2 separate regions of the Mus musculus genome follow, and region 2 is linked to region 1. The links are chromatin contacts, called in public HiChIP or PLAC-seq maps. All regions are on one chromosome and are shown on one strand. Each heading gives the region's core, a stretch centred on a gene start, on an enhancer-like site or on the middle of the called end of the contact. The rest is flanking DNA. Distances are from core to core; before and after follow the strand shown.

The links. HiChIP or PLAC-seq counts read pairs in DNA pulled down with a chosen protein or histone mark.
Region 2: a contact with region 1 is called in an H3K27ac HiChIP or PLAC-seq map of double positive thymocytes, with 2.1 times the contacts expected there. The contact joins two enhancer-like sites. A contact is called at or near these places in 1 of 39 promoter capture datasets (the 3T3-L1 cell line), 1 of 15 datasets of contacts at CTCF or cohesin (the NIH/3T3 cell line), 3 of 115 datasets of contacts at active chromatin or transcription factors (double positive thymocytes, embryonic stem cells and memory CD8 T cells) and 1 of 9 other capture datasets (adipose tissue).

What each region holds. Positions count from the first base shown.
Region 1 is chr3:103,381,715-103,388,003 of GRCm38.p6, forward strand. No RefSeq gene overlaps it. Among named protein-coding and RNA genes, the nearest start is that of Gm25869, 43 kb to the right of the region's middle. Within about 2 kb of position 1,962, at least 55 of the 459 cell types and tissues checked have an H3K27ac peak or open chromatin away from gene starts, as enhancers often do. A contact at or near this core is called in double positive thymocytes, where this site is marked.
Region 2 is chr3:103,636,264-103,642,557 of GRCm38.p6, forward strand. It overlaps a transcript of Syt6 not described here. Among named protein-coding and RNA genes, the nearest start is that of Syt6, 64 kb to the left of the region's middle. Within about 2 kb of position 1,923, at least 20 of the 459 cell types and tissues checked have an H3K27ac peak or open chromatin away from gene starts, as enhancers often do. A contact at or near this core is called in double positive thymocytes, where this site is marked.

The DNA.
Region 1 (6,289 bases), core at 712-3,211:
TCTCAGAAATGGCACAGAAGGAGCAGTCCTGGGGGGCAAAGAAGGGAGAACCTGAGAGAGCAAACAATTGTGACATACAAACAGGAGGTTATATACAAACGCTTCACAGGTGAGTGGTCACACCCGACACCTAAACTCAGTAAGTAAAGATGTCTTGGAAAACCGTCTGATCTAAGTTTCAAACCCACATTCACATGTGAAGTAACGTTCCAATCTGTGTTCTCTTGGACGAGGTCGCCTTTGTGTAACAATTGTTAGGCTCCCTGAAACCTCAGAGTTTCTATGTTGAATAATAATTATTTTTTAATAATTCATTTTTTACTTCTACTTTATGGGCATTGTTGTTTTGCCTGTATGTATGGCCGTGTGAGGGTATCTTATCTCCCGGAGCTGCAGTTACAGATGGCTATGAGCTGTCACATAGGTGCTGGGAGTTGAACCCAGGTCCTCTGGAAGAACAACCAGTGCTCTTAACCACTGAGCCGCCACCACTACCATCATTATCATTACCGTCACCATCATCATCACCACTAGTCGGGGGCACACATGTTTCTGCACATGTGTGGAGGTCAGAGAACAACTTTGGGACATCAGTTCTTTCTTCACACTTTGGGATTCAGAGACACTCTGGACACTCTTCTTAAACGCGTTCTCACGACCGGCCAGGAAGAACACAACAAACCAGAATCTTCTGCGGCAAAACTTTATTGCTTACATCTTCAGGAGCCAGGAGCGCAAGCCCCAAGCCCCAAAAACGAAAGGCCCCCCGCTTACATCTTTAGGAGCCAGAGCGCCAGCGCGCCAGAGCGCCAGAGCGCAGAGCAAGAGAGAGAATGGCGGAAACCCCTTCCCTTTTAAGGAGAATTATCCTTCGCCTAGGACGCATCACTCCCTGATTGGCTGCAGCCCATGGCCGAGTTGACGTCACGGGAAAGGCAGAGTACATGTAGTGGTAAAATACCCTTGGCACATGCGCAGATTATTTGTTTACCACTTAGAACACAGCTGTCAGCGCCATCTTGTGACGGCGAATGTGGGGGCGGCTCCCAACACACTCTGGCCGACATCACTACACGGTGAGCCATCGTACTAGATGTTTTTTCTACGTCTTTAGTTCAAAGATCTTGTTTGCTTGTTTTTGTTTATTTTATGTGAATCAGTGTTTTGCCCGTTTGTGTGTGCAGCGCCTTTGGAGACCAGAAGAGGACATCAGATCCCTGGGACCTGGAGTTACAGACATTTGTGAGATGCCAGTGGGTGCTGGGAACTGAACCAGGGTCCTCTGAAAGAGCAGCTAGTGCACTAACCTAACCTCTCCAGACCCCAGCCTGGTTTTGCTGAGACAGAGGATGTAGCCCTGGCTGGCCTTGAATTCATGATCCTCCTGCCCTATCTCAAGTGCTGAGATATCCCAGTGGCCCACCACGCTTGGCCAAAAATGCCTTTGTTGTTGTTCTTAATCTGATAACTGCAGTGGATCCACTTACTGTGCTCCCAACCCTCAGATGTGGTCCAGGAAGAAGTCAAGCAAAGCCATCTGGGAGCTTCCTGGAGGAGCAGCGTAACTGAAGCCCGTGCGATAGGAGGCCAGTAGAATGTAATATTAACACAAGAGGGCAGACGCGTCTGCGGTCCTCTCAGAGGAGCACGGGCGCCCTCTGGTGGACAATACTGAGCGGAACGCCAGTGCTTTGCAAAGATGCGAAGGCTGGGTGGCCGCTAGGGAAGGGAGTTGCAGATTTCACGGGCTGGTGAGCAGGAAGGTTTGAAGTGTTTTGGACAGCTTTTAGAGCGGGCACTTAGGCTTCTTTCTGCCTGTCATGTGTTTAAGCTGGGGCAGGGAAGTCTTATGGCACAGATGGGACTTGCTGGACAAAGTTTTGTTTTGCTTTGTTTTCGGTCGCTGTTCTAAGAATATAAAAAACATTTGCCAAACAACCTAACCCCTTTGCTTTTTCACATTTTAAAATCTACGAATACCTTGACCAAGAATTTGGAAAAAGGAGATAGAAGGTCAGCCGGAGTCAGGGGCTGTGCTTGCCCTCCCTGCCACAGTCTGATGTCCTAGTGGCCCTAGGAATGGGGTGATGCACAGGGAGACACAGGCATTGAGGACTCCCTTGCAAGGACTGTGTGCAGAGTCAGGGGTGTTTTCAGACAGGATTGGCTGTGGCGCTGGAGGAGAGTCTTAGCATTTTTAAGCTACACTGGCTTTCCACACAGTAGTTTTTTTTTTGTTTTGTTTTTTTTTTTTTTTTTTTTTTTAAGATGTTTTCACTGGCTCCCCACACAGTGGGTGTTTGTTTCAGACAGGGGTGTTCTTTTTGAACAACAGAACCTAGGAATCTTCTCTGATTCAAGGTCCCTTTTCCCCATGTCAGTCTTGTCTTTGCTCCTCTCGACATAACAAGGCTGCTTACTGGGGAAACAAATAAAAAAAAAAAAACCTCAGGCTGTACCTAAATTATTTTAAAGATCATTAAATGAAACTGACAATGAGGAGATCACACTTGATAAAATCTGTCAGACTAAAAATTAACTGAAGAATACATTTACATCACCAACAGACAATTGGATTAGAAAAATAAAAATAAAAAAAGATAACAAAAGGAAAGTTCCCGCTGCGGTTCTGTAGTTGCTGGGATAGAAGGACCTGGCTCACAGTCAGCCATCTTTACGATGTATAATCTAAATGGGATAATTGTTAATGAAAAGAATTTCAAGAATATGATGATGGCTAGTGGGAAACCTTGGAAGATTTCAACTGCTCAGAAAATAGATCAAGCAATGAAGTTGAGGGCCGAGGAAATGGCTCGGAGGTTCACATGTTAGTCACAAAAAATGTGAGGACCAGCGTTCAGATTCCCCCAAACCCACATAAAAGCTGGGCCGGCATGGTGGCTCTTCTGTGATTCCAGCCATGGAAGGTGGGCACAAGGGATCCCCCAAAGCTAGCTGACTAGCAAGAATTAGCTGTCTGGGAGCGCTCTGGGTTTGATTGAGATACCCTGCCTTGTAGGACAGCAATGGAGGCTGGCTCCTGCCATCAACCTCGAATCTCTACACAAACCTCCACACATGCACCCACACATGCAAATTTACACACATACAGGCAAAACATGCATATATACATATGCGCTCCACACACATATGAAAATAGAAAACAATAGAAGAATGAGAAGAAATGAAGTTGACTCAAAGACATTTCCCACGTCTGTGATCTCCACTCCCTGTCACTCTTTCTCCTTACAGCGCTCAGGGCATGTGTGAAAGGCACTGACCTACTTTGTGCCTTATTCACAAACAGAATAACTCCAGTTTCAGATAGTGAGCTTTGAACTGCGTTTCTTGGTATTCAAGTCTCTTCACTTCCTGTGTCTTCCATTGGCTGTTCCTCCCCCTGCCCCCACCAAGGCACACCCCCAGCTCCCACTACTCCCCTTTATAGATTCCCCCACCCCAGTCTCCTCCTTCCCAGGGGTTCTCTCTGCAGCTTACTTCATATCCACACAGGCACAACTTCAAACCGCATCTGTGCTGACTGCCCCAGTGGCGCTTCTTATCTAAGCAGCGGCAGCAGCAGGCTGGGTGACCAAGGCAGCAAAAAGAATTTAATGGAATGATATTAGGTCTGTCCAGAATTGGCAGGCAAGCTGGAGACCAGGCTAGGAGAATGCACAGGAGTGTGGGGGAAGCACAATGGTTAGACACTTCTCCAGGGACATACCACAAGGGCCAGCTGGTCAGGACCTGCTGGTCCCTCAATGAACACACTGCCTCCCATCTTGGGCCACACTAGAGTGGCTGGGTGGAACCTGAGCTGTCCCTATGTCTCTGTGTCACATCCTGAAATGCTATGGGTACAGAGTCGGGGGGAGAACGGGCCTTGGCGGAAGGAGGGGCTCTTCCTCTTGCCCTCCATCCTGTGGCAAATTCTTCATACACAGGAAGAAGGTTCAGGGGCTGACACCTACCACATCTAAGATGTTTACCAGTTGACCTACCCCACAGAGGCTGTCTCAACTCCATTTTAGGCAAAGAGACTGCCTGGTTCATAGTCCCAAGATTTGTCAGGCCAGGCTAGTATTGTCTTAGACTTAGGTCTTTTTGGTTCTGCTTGGTCCCAGCTGCCACCCATTGAGTCTGAACATAGATTTCTAAGCCTGAGGACTCTGGCCCTGGCTTAAAGACCTTTGTGCATCATGATCTGCTCCTCCTCCTACCCACCCACAATTTAATGGTGCTTATCTTGAGGGGTAGGTGGTGGGGAGGGAGTGGTGGGCAGAAGTCAGCACCTTAGCTCATTTTGGCCAGGGTGGGGTGGTGGCGATGGTGGTGGCTGTTGTTTTGCACAGAGACTTTGAAGAGGTTTGAGTCAGTCTATAGACATAGGACAACTCCCTGCTCTCAGACAGTCCTCCTACATAACATAACATAGCTAACATAACATACATAACAGCTAAGCGATTAGATGTACTTATCTAAGGCTGGAGGCTCCCCACTCCCTTCTATGGCATGTGCCTTACACACACACACACACACACACACACACACACACACACACACACACACACCACACCACACACTCTGGTCTAGGCAGAGAAAATACTGTCCTCAGAAGAGCTTCTCTCCCACCATCTTTGCAGTCTGGCTGGCTTTCTTCCAGAACCATCTTTCTTTAGCTTTTAGTTTATTTTATGTATGTGGGCGTTGCCTGCATGTGTGCCTATGTACCGTGTGTATACATGCAGTGACTTCGGAGGCCAGAAGAGGGCATCAGCTGCTAGAACTGGAGTTCTAGATGGTTGAGAGTCACCTAATATTCTAGGTTGACCTCACTTAAGACTCTGTCTCACTCAGCTTCCTGAGGGCTGGCATTGCAGGCACAAGCCTGGCTCAGACAGTCTTTTGATGGGCCTTTAACTTTTCTTGTAATAACAAGCTCAGAGTTCTGCTTCCCGGCCACATTGGTGTCTGACTGTCTTTAGAAACCTGTAAAGCAGTGAGTGACAGAGCAGAGACTGCGCTCTTTCACAAGGACGCATGCGCAGGGAGTGACCGAGAAGAGACTGAGTGCTCCCACAAGGACGCATGCGCAGGAAGTGACAGAACTTTAGTCAGAAGCGAACGCAGAGGACACAGGTGTTTCAACGTTCAGGAAGTTTGAGTCCTTCAGATCTTGTTAAGTGTCCTTACAGTAGACTCTGGAGTCACAGTCTTCCCTGAACCACGTGACCCACTATCACCGCAGCTGGAAGGCGGGGTGGGTATCAATTCAACAGGTGTTGAAGCCTGGCTGTGCTTGAAGAGGTTGGTTTTGCTCATTATTGGAAAATCTCCGGGTGGGAAAAGAGAGGCTTAAACTTCTCGTTTTTTCATCTATCCAGTCTTCGTAGGAGAAGTCACACTCACAACAGCTCCTGTGACTCCTGCTTTTCATTTTGCTCTGTGTGAGTAGCAATATGGCCTTCAACGTTTTGCCTGAATGAGGTTTTTTTATTCCAGGTGACTCTAAGTGATAATTTAATTTTAGCAATTTACCACCCAGGGCCAGCAGCTGCCAGATTCCTTGAATCTTAGCTGGATTTTACTGCCTTGTTCTCTAAAATCCAATCTTCCAGCCAGCCCTCCAATTCCCTGTAGCCCTTGTTGATTCTTTACTATTTGGGTCCTTGAGTACACACATCAGAGACCAGCCGTGGATGACTTAATTAGGGAAGGAGCTGTCTTAGGGAAGCCTTGGACAGTACATGGCGTCTACAGACCTAGCCAGCCAGGCTTCGAAAACGAACAGGAGCTGGGAGTGGTGGCACACTCAGGAGGCAGAGGCAGGCAATCTCTGAGTTTGGGGACATCCTGGATTACAGAGTGAGTTCCAGGACAGCCAGGGCTACAGAGGGAAACCCTGTCTAGAAAAACCAAAAACCAACCCCCCCCCCCGCCTGCCCCGCCAATCCAAACCCAACCCAAACCCAAAACCAACCAACCCCCCCCCCCCATAACAAAACAAAACAAAACAAAACAAACAAACAGCAACCAATGACACTTAGGACATTACAATTTTAGCTGGGTGATAGTTGTACCTGTCTTTAATTTCAGCATTTGGGAGGCAGAGCTAGGCAGATCTGAGTTTGAGGCCTGCCTGGTTCACAGAGCAGAGTTCCAGGACAGCCAGGATTATACAGAGAAACCCTGTTTTGAACCCACTCCCCCAAAAGGAAAATGGTTAAGAGCCAGGATAGTATTCCTGAGTGGTGCTTCTGCCATTTGTTGCTGAGGCCCCCATCAT
Region 2 (6,294 bases), core at 673-3,172, 250 kb after region 1:
ACAGTAGATGGAGAAACCAGGATGCCTGTGCAATATGTGGTCACAGAAGGGATGACAAACAGGGCTGACAGTTGATCTGAGCTGGAAGGGAAAGGGAAAGGGATTCTTAGTGTGTGTCCTATACACCTGAGATTCAAGTGATCTGTGTCTTCCACTCTAGCCAGGAACAGCAGAACGAGGAAAAAGAGAGTCCAGTTGAGCCAAACAATCGGAGATGCTGGAGTGGAGTCTAGCAGACAGCTGCAGTTCCAGATATGCAGCCTGGCAGAGAGGTCAGGAATGAGATGTTAATTACTGGAAACTTGCATACCCAGAATCAGATGCGAAGACCGAAGGCTGCCTTGCTAAGTGGGTACCAGCAGGCAAGGAGGGCCTCAAGGAGAGCTCCTTCAGGAACCATCAGCATGCAGAGATCAAGGGAAAAGAAAAACAATGTGACCAGTGAGGAGGAGGTAGCCAGGAGGCACAGATCAATGGCTATGCTGGTGAACAAAAACAGATCAATCAAGGGCCCAGCAAGATGGCTCTTCACAGCAAGCTTGGTTGAGGTGCTCACACAACCCTGTTCACAGAAGTCCATTTCATTCATGCTTGTATGTCCTTTATTTCTTCCCCCCTCTGTCTACCCTTGCTTTTTCAAAACTGGTAAAAATATGCATAACAAAAACCTACCCTGCCACTTTGATAGTTTTCAGGTAGAGTCTAGCTGCACTGTGCACACTGGACTATAACTGTTCTCACTACTGCCTATCCACAGAACTTATTTAATCTTGCAAAACCAAGGTCTAGTCCCTTCCACTCACCATCCCCAGTGTCTAGCAAGCACCGCTCTTATTTCTGTCTTTATAAACTTGACAAGCCTGGGTCCCCTTCACATAAGTGGACTCCTAGAGTTTGCCATTTTACTGCTGGCTTATTTCACTTAGCATGTCTTCAAGATTCATTATGTTACAGTATGTGTTAGAACTTGCTTCCTTTTTAAGGCTAATATTTCATTATGTGTAGATATGACATTTTGCTTAGGCATTTATCTGTCAGCGGGAATGTGGTTTCTTCTGCCTCAAGGCTATTGTGAATAACACTTCTCTCAACACAAAAGTATTTCATTTCCTACTTTCAATTCTTATTTATATATGCCTAAAAGTAGAATTAATTGCAGTATTATAAAAACCTATGTCTATTTTTTTGAACCACCATCCTTATCTCCATAGCAACAGCTCCATTTAACATCCTCATTCAGGGTACATAAGATGTCTTATTTGTCCTCAACTTGGCCAGGGTTGTTCTGTTGTTGTTTATGGTGGTTGTGCTGTTAGGTGTAAAGTAGTATCTTATTATGGTAATAACTAACTAACTAACTAACTAACTAGTTGAGGCAGTGTCCCATGTAACCCAAGTTGGTCTAGAACTTGCTATGTAGTCAAAGATGACCTCACACTTCTCTTGCCTTTACTGTGGGTGCTAAAGGCATTCACCACAATGCCTTGTTTTCTATGGTGCTGGCAATCCAACTGAGGGCTTTGTGTGTGAGGGCTCGGTTAGCACTCTACCAACTGAGCCACAGCCTTATTATGGTTTTGATTGGCATTTTCTAGTAATTAGTGTACTGAGCATCAGTGTGCTAATTGGCCATTTAGAGTCTTTGGAAAAATATCTATTCAAATTCTTAGCCCATTTTGCATTGGCTTGTTTGTTGTTGAGCTGAAGAGATTCCCAACTAATAGTCTGTCAGGTATATGATTTGCAAGATCACCTTCCATTCTGGGTGTTGCTTTTGTGTGGGTGGTGGGTGGTGCTTGCACCTGCTGGCACCCAGAGGCCAGAAGAGAGCAGAAGATCCCTCAGAGCTGAGCCATAGGCACTTCAGGTGGGACAGCTGACTTGTTCTGTTGGGATCTGAGCATCCATGGTCATGACGATTTTGCATCAAGTGCTGTTAAACGTTCAACGCTGAATCATCTCTCAAGGCCCTGCTATTTCATGCCACCGACCACATCCTTCAACTTTGATGAAGTTCGATTTGACTTCCGGGCTCTTCTGTTGCTTGTGCCTTCAACATCTAAGAAATCATAGTCAAATCCTATGCTCCTGCCACTTTTCCTCTAAGCATTTTTTTACATGTAGGTCTTGACCCATTTTAAGTTGTGTGTATGCTTATAAGGCAGGCATCCACTCTGTGTGAATCCTCACTTTCCCTAACATTGTTTGTTGAAGACTGACCCTCTTACATTGAATTGTCTTGGTTGAAAACCTTTGACCACATTTGCAGCTGTTTATTTCAGAGTCCTCTAATCTATTTCAGTAACCCTCATATCTCCTTATGCTGGTACCAGGCTATCACTTTGTAATATGTTTTCAAATCAGAAAGTACTATTTCTCAGATTTCATTCTGTTTTAAAACTGTTTTGAGACCTGGGGTTATAGCTGTATGGTAGAGCACCTGTCCGGCATACATGAGGCTCTGGGGTTGAGTCTCAGTTCCGCAAATACATACTTGCATATATGTATTGAATGGGTTTTTCCATTTCTTTAAGAAAACTTCACTTATATTCTGATAGGATATATCAGATAGGGATTGCAATGTATCTGTGGATTGCTTTGGGTAATGCTGACAGGGACCCAACTCGTGAGGATATTTCTCTATAATACAGTAGGAGCAATGCTGAGGATACACCAGAGAGGCGAGGCCTCCCAGATAAGGATGGCTGCTGGCCCGAGTCTGCTTTTCCCCTTAGGATATCCAGGCACCATTGAGCACCAGGCTGGATTGGAAGGAGTGAAGCTTAGCCAGATGGATGGGTTAGACAGGGTCTCAGCCATCCTGAGTGTGAGAGAAAACAGTTGCTGAAAGAGACCATTTTGAGTGAAACAGCTGTCTTTATTGAGGGTGAAGAAGGGCTATATAAACTATGGGAGTGGGTAGGGATTTGGGGAGGCAAGTGTGCATTATTGGCGGGTGCCAAGGTGCTGGGAATGCCTCATTTGCATGAAGAGACCATTCCAGGTGCTAGCTGGACGTGTTCTTAGCATGAGAGAAAGTATAGCCTGAAACCTAGCCACCAGGCTATGTGGCTATCTCAAGGGTGGCAAAGGTGGGGGTCACAAGGCTATGTGTGCTGGGATGTTCGGGCCCAGAGCAGGGAGGAAACAGTTCTACTCCTGCCAGTCCCAGGATGAGATTTTTTGGGGTTTGGACCCAGCTCGACCTCAGTTTTGCTCCAGAACAACTTCCCCCAGTTGCATAGCTTTCAGCTCCCACAGTCTGCCCAATCCAGACATCTATGCATCTGTCCTTTAGAGATCTAAAACTAAAACTCTGAAACCTCAGTCTCATCTTTTCCATGACAGTGCCCTCCCATGGCCTCTTGGTCCCCAACATCAATTCATGCCTTCAGGAGCTGCTAAAATGTCACGAGGTCACCCTCATCACACGCCACCCTAGGCGACCACCCCATGTACATGCTCTCTGATAAATGATTCTGGGAAGGGAAAGGCCTGACTCACCCTGGCAGCTGTACTAGAAAGTAGCATGGAGCTCAGCAAAAGCAGGCATGCTCGCTCCTGTACAATATGTGGCTCCAAACAAGACATGGAGAAGAGACAGCTGGATGGTTGGAAAGACGGGGTTTGGAGGATCTGGGGGAACCCTTCGTGCTGAGGCACTTTCCCAGGTCCACTCAAGCCCCTGACATCGTGCATCTCCTTTCCCACAATAGCAGAATATAATTTTCCTGCTTGTAGAGCTCTTAGCTGCAGATAGTCAGCTCAGGAAAAGAGAGCTGTGGAGAAGCACTGGAAGCATAACGTGGCTTTGCTCCCTGGAGTGACTCTTTTTTTACTCCTATAGATTGGGAAAGTTTGGTGACACATCACAGACTATCCAGACACATCAGGAGCTTCCACGTAGGCAGGTGCCTCAGGCTTTCCTGAGACACGTAACATTTCTTTGCTCCGTGGCTTCTTCCTGCAGTCTGTGCCAGAGCCAGGTTTGTTACGACCCCTTCAGACTGGGGCAATGAAGAATGAAAACTTGTGGCTAGAAATTCTAAGAGTTTCTGGAAATGTGAGTCACTGAGATGACAGGGGACTTGTTAAATCATCGTTGAAAGGGACAGAGTCATTTTGTACGCTGGCCTTTCATCTCCCTGGAGAAATTACTAACAATGACACACAGCAGTTAAAATAGATTGTGAAACCAAAGAGCCACACAAGCTTCAAATACTGCCTTCCTTAAATTATCAATAACGTTCCCTTTCACACAATCCAAGCACGCCCAGCTCTCTCTGCAGAGAAGCCCATATGTCCACAGCTGCCCTCGTGACCTTTGCTCGCCCACTCTCTGACCAATGAAGCAAGGGCATAATTGAATTCTCCAGCTTATTGAATCCCAGTGGCCACCTGCTGTGCGATGTTGCTTCCTTCCAGATCTTCCTGATAGGGGTGGGTTCTTCTCTTTGATACCAATGTTTTTGGGAGCTAAGGGTCAGAAGATGTGGGTTAAAACCTGACTTAGTGGATTTCTTTGATTTTGCTATGGTTTGAATGTCCCCTCCAAAATGCAGGGTGGTGGGGTGGGGCAGGGGTGGGGAATAGGAGTTCCAGCCTTCTGTTTGCTTTGCAAGACTTATCCCATGGAGCTACATTCCCACCTTCTCCTGTTGGAATTTAGCTGCCCTCTTAATAGTATTAAAAGCTGAGACCTGGAAGTAATTATTAGATCCATGCATGTTGTATCCGGAAGAGCAGATCTGTGCTGTCATCATGGGCTCCAGTTGGTTATCTTGAGAATGAATTCCTAATAAAAATGGGCCTGCTAGATTTTCTGTTCCATCATCAGTGGTCATCTGCTCTTCCATCACAATATGATCCAGTACAAGGTCCTTAGCAAATGCCACTACCATATTCTTCTGCTCCCTGGCTTCCAGGACCATGAACCTAATACATTTCTTTTCTTTACAAGTTCTCTAGTCTGTGATATTCTGTTATAGCATCAGAAAACAGACTGAGATGGCAATCTTCCCCAGTGGATCCCTTAGCCTCACTGAGCCTCATCTGTTTCCCCTGTAAAGAGAGTTTCTGACAGCAGTGCTGCACTGCTCAGCTGAGCTTCTGGGCTAGGAGGGTGATGGGTGAGGAACGGACATACTGAGAACGCACAGCTGTTAGCACCTGCACAGCCTCCAGGTCTTTGAAGGCCTCTCCCCACACAACCCCCTTTCACAACTGGGTACCTTGAGAACAAAGGGAAGAAGGCACAGTGCTCAGAAGCGGAGGCAGGGTGGGAGGGACAGGAAGAGGGATGCATGCGAGGAATAAATCAAGTGGCTGCGTAATTAATTTAGAATAACTTAAGTGCTGCGCATTAAAGAGAAACAGAAGTGGTGACATTTAATGAATTGTCAGTCGATATCTCACTCATTCCAGCTGTCTTTTCAAATGTCAGCCACCTCACAGTCCCTTTTCCTTGCACCTGAAGGTGGTGTGTGTGTGTGTGTGTGTGTGTGTGTGTGTGTGTGTGTGTGTGTGTGTATGTGTGTGTACAAAACAACCACCAGGCCTGGTTTCTGCACAGTGAGATTACCTTAGACTCAGTCTCAGAAGCAGGGCTCCTGCCAGCTGCAGGAAAGAGACCATGCCCAGCACACCCAGAGAACTCAGTGGGCAGTGTTCATTGCCCTCAACCAATTCATTCTCTTAGCCCTTCACCCACCTTCCTGGCATCAACTATAAAAATGCACATGGTGTTTTTATATGTCCATCAAAAAAGACCAGGTGGAGCTTTGTGCCCAAGAGCACTTGCTGGGCAACCGCAAGGACCCGAGTTCAGATCCTAGCACCCATGCAATAAGCCAAGCATGAGCCTGGCTGCCACTTGAGCTTGAACCCCCCAGTGTTAATAAAGGTAGAGCCAGGAGGGTTGCTGATTAGAGAGAGATTCTGCCTTAAAGTAATAGAGATGAGTGTTTGAAAAAGATATCCAACACTCTTCTCTGGCCTCTGTGTGCATAAGTATTTGCACACGTTTTGGTGCCAGCAAGCACACAAACTTATCTCTGTCTTTCTGTCTCTGTCTCTGTTTGTGTCTCTGTCTCAATTTCTCTCTCTCTCTCTCTCTCTCTCCCTCTCTCTCTCTCTCTCTCTCTAACTTCCCAGAGCTTTGCCTTTTTTCCAGAGAAAACCTTAGCTGAACTCTTGTGAGAGAAAGCCAGGCAATGGTTGCTCCAGAGAACTCTGGGCTCAGGAATTCCTATTACCAGCTGACTGGCCCTTGGTTTGGTCCCTATAAATACCAGA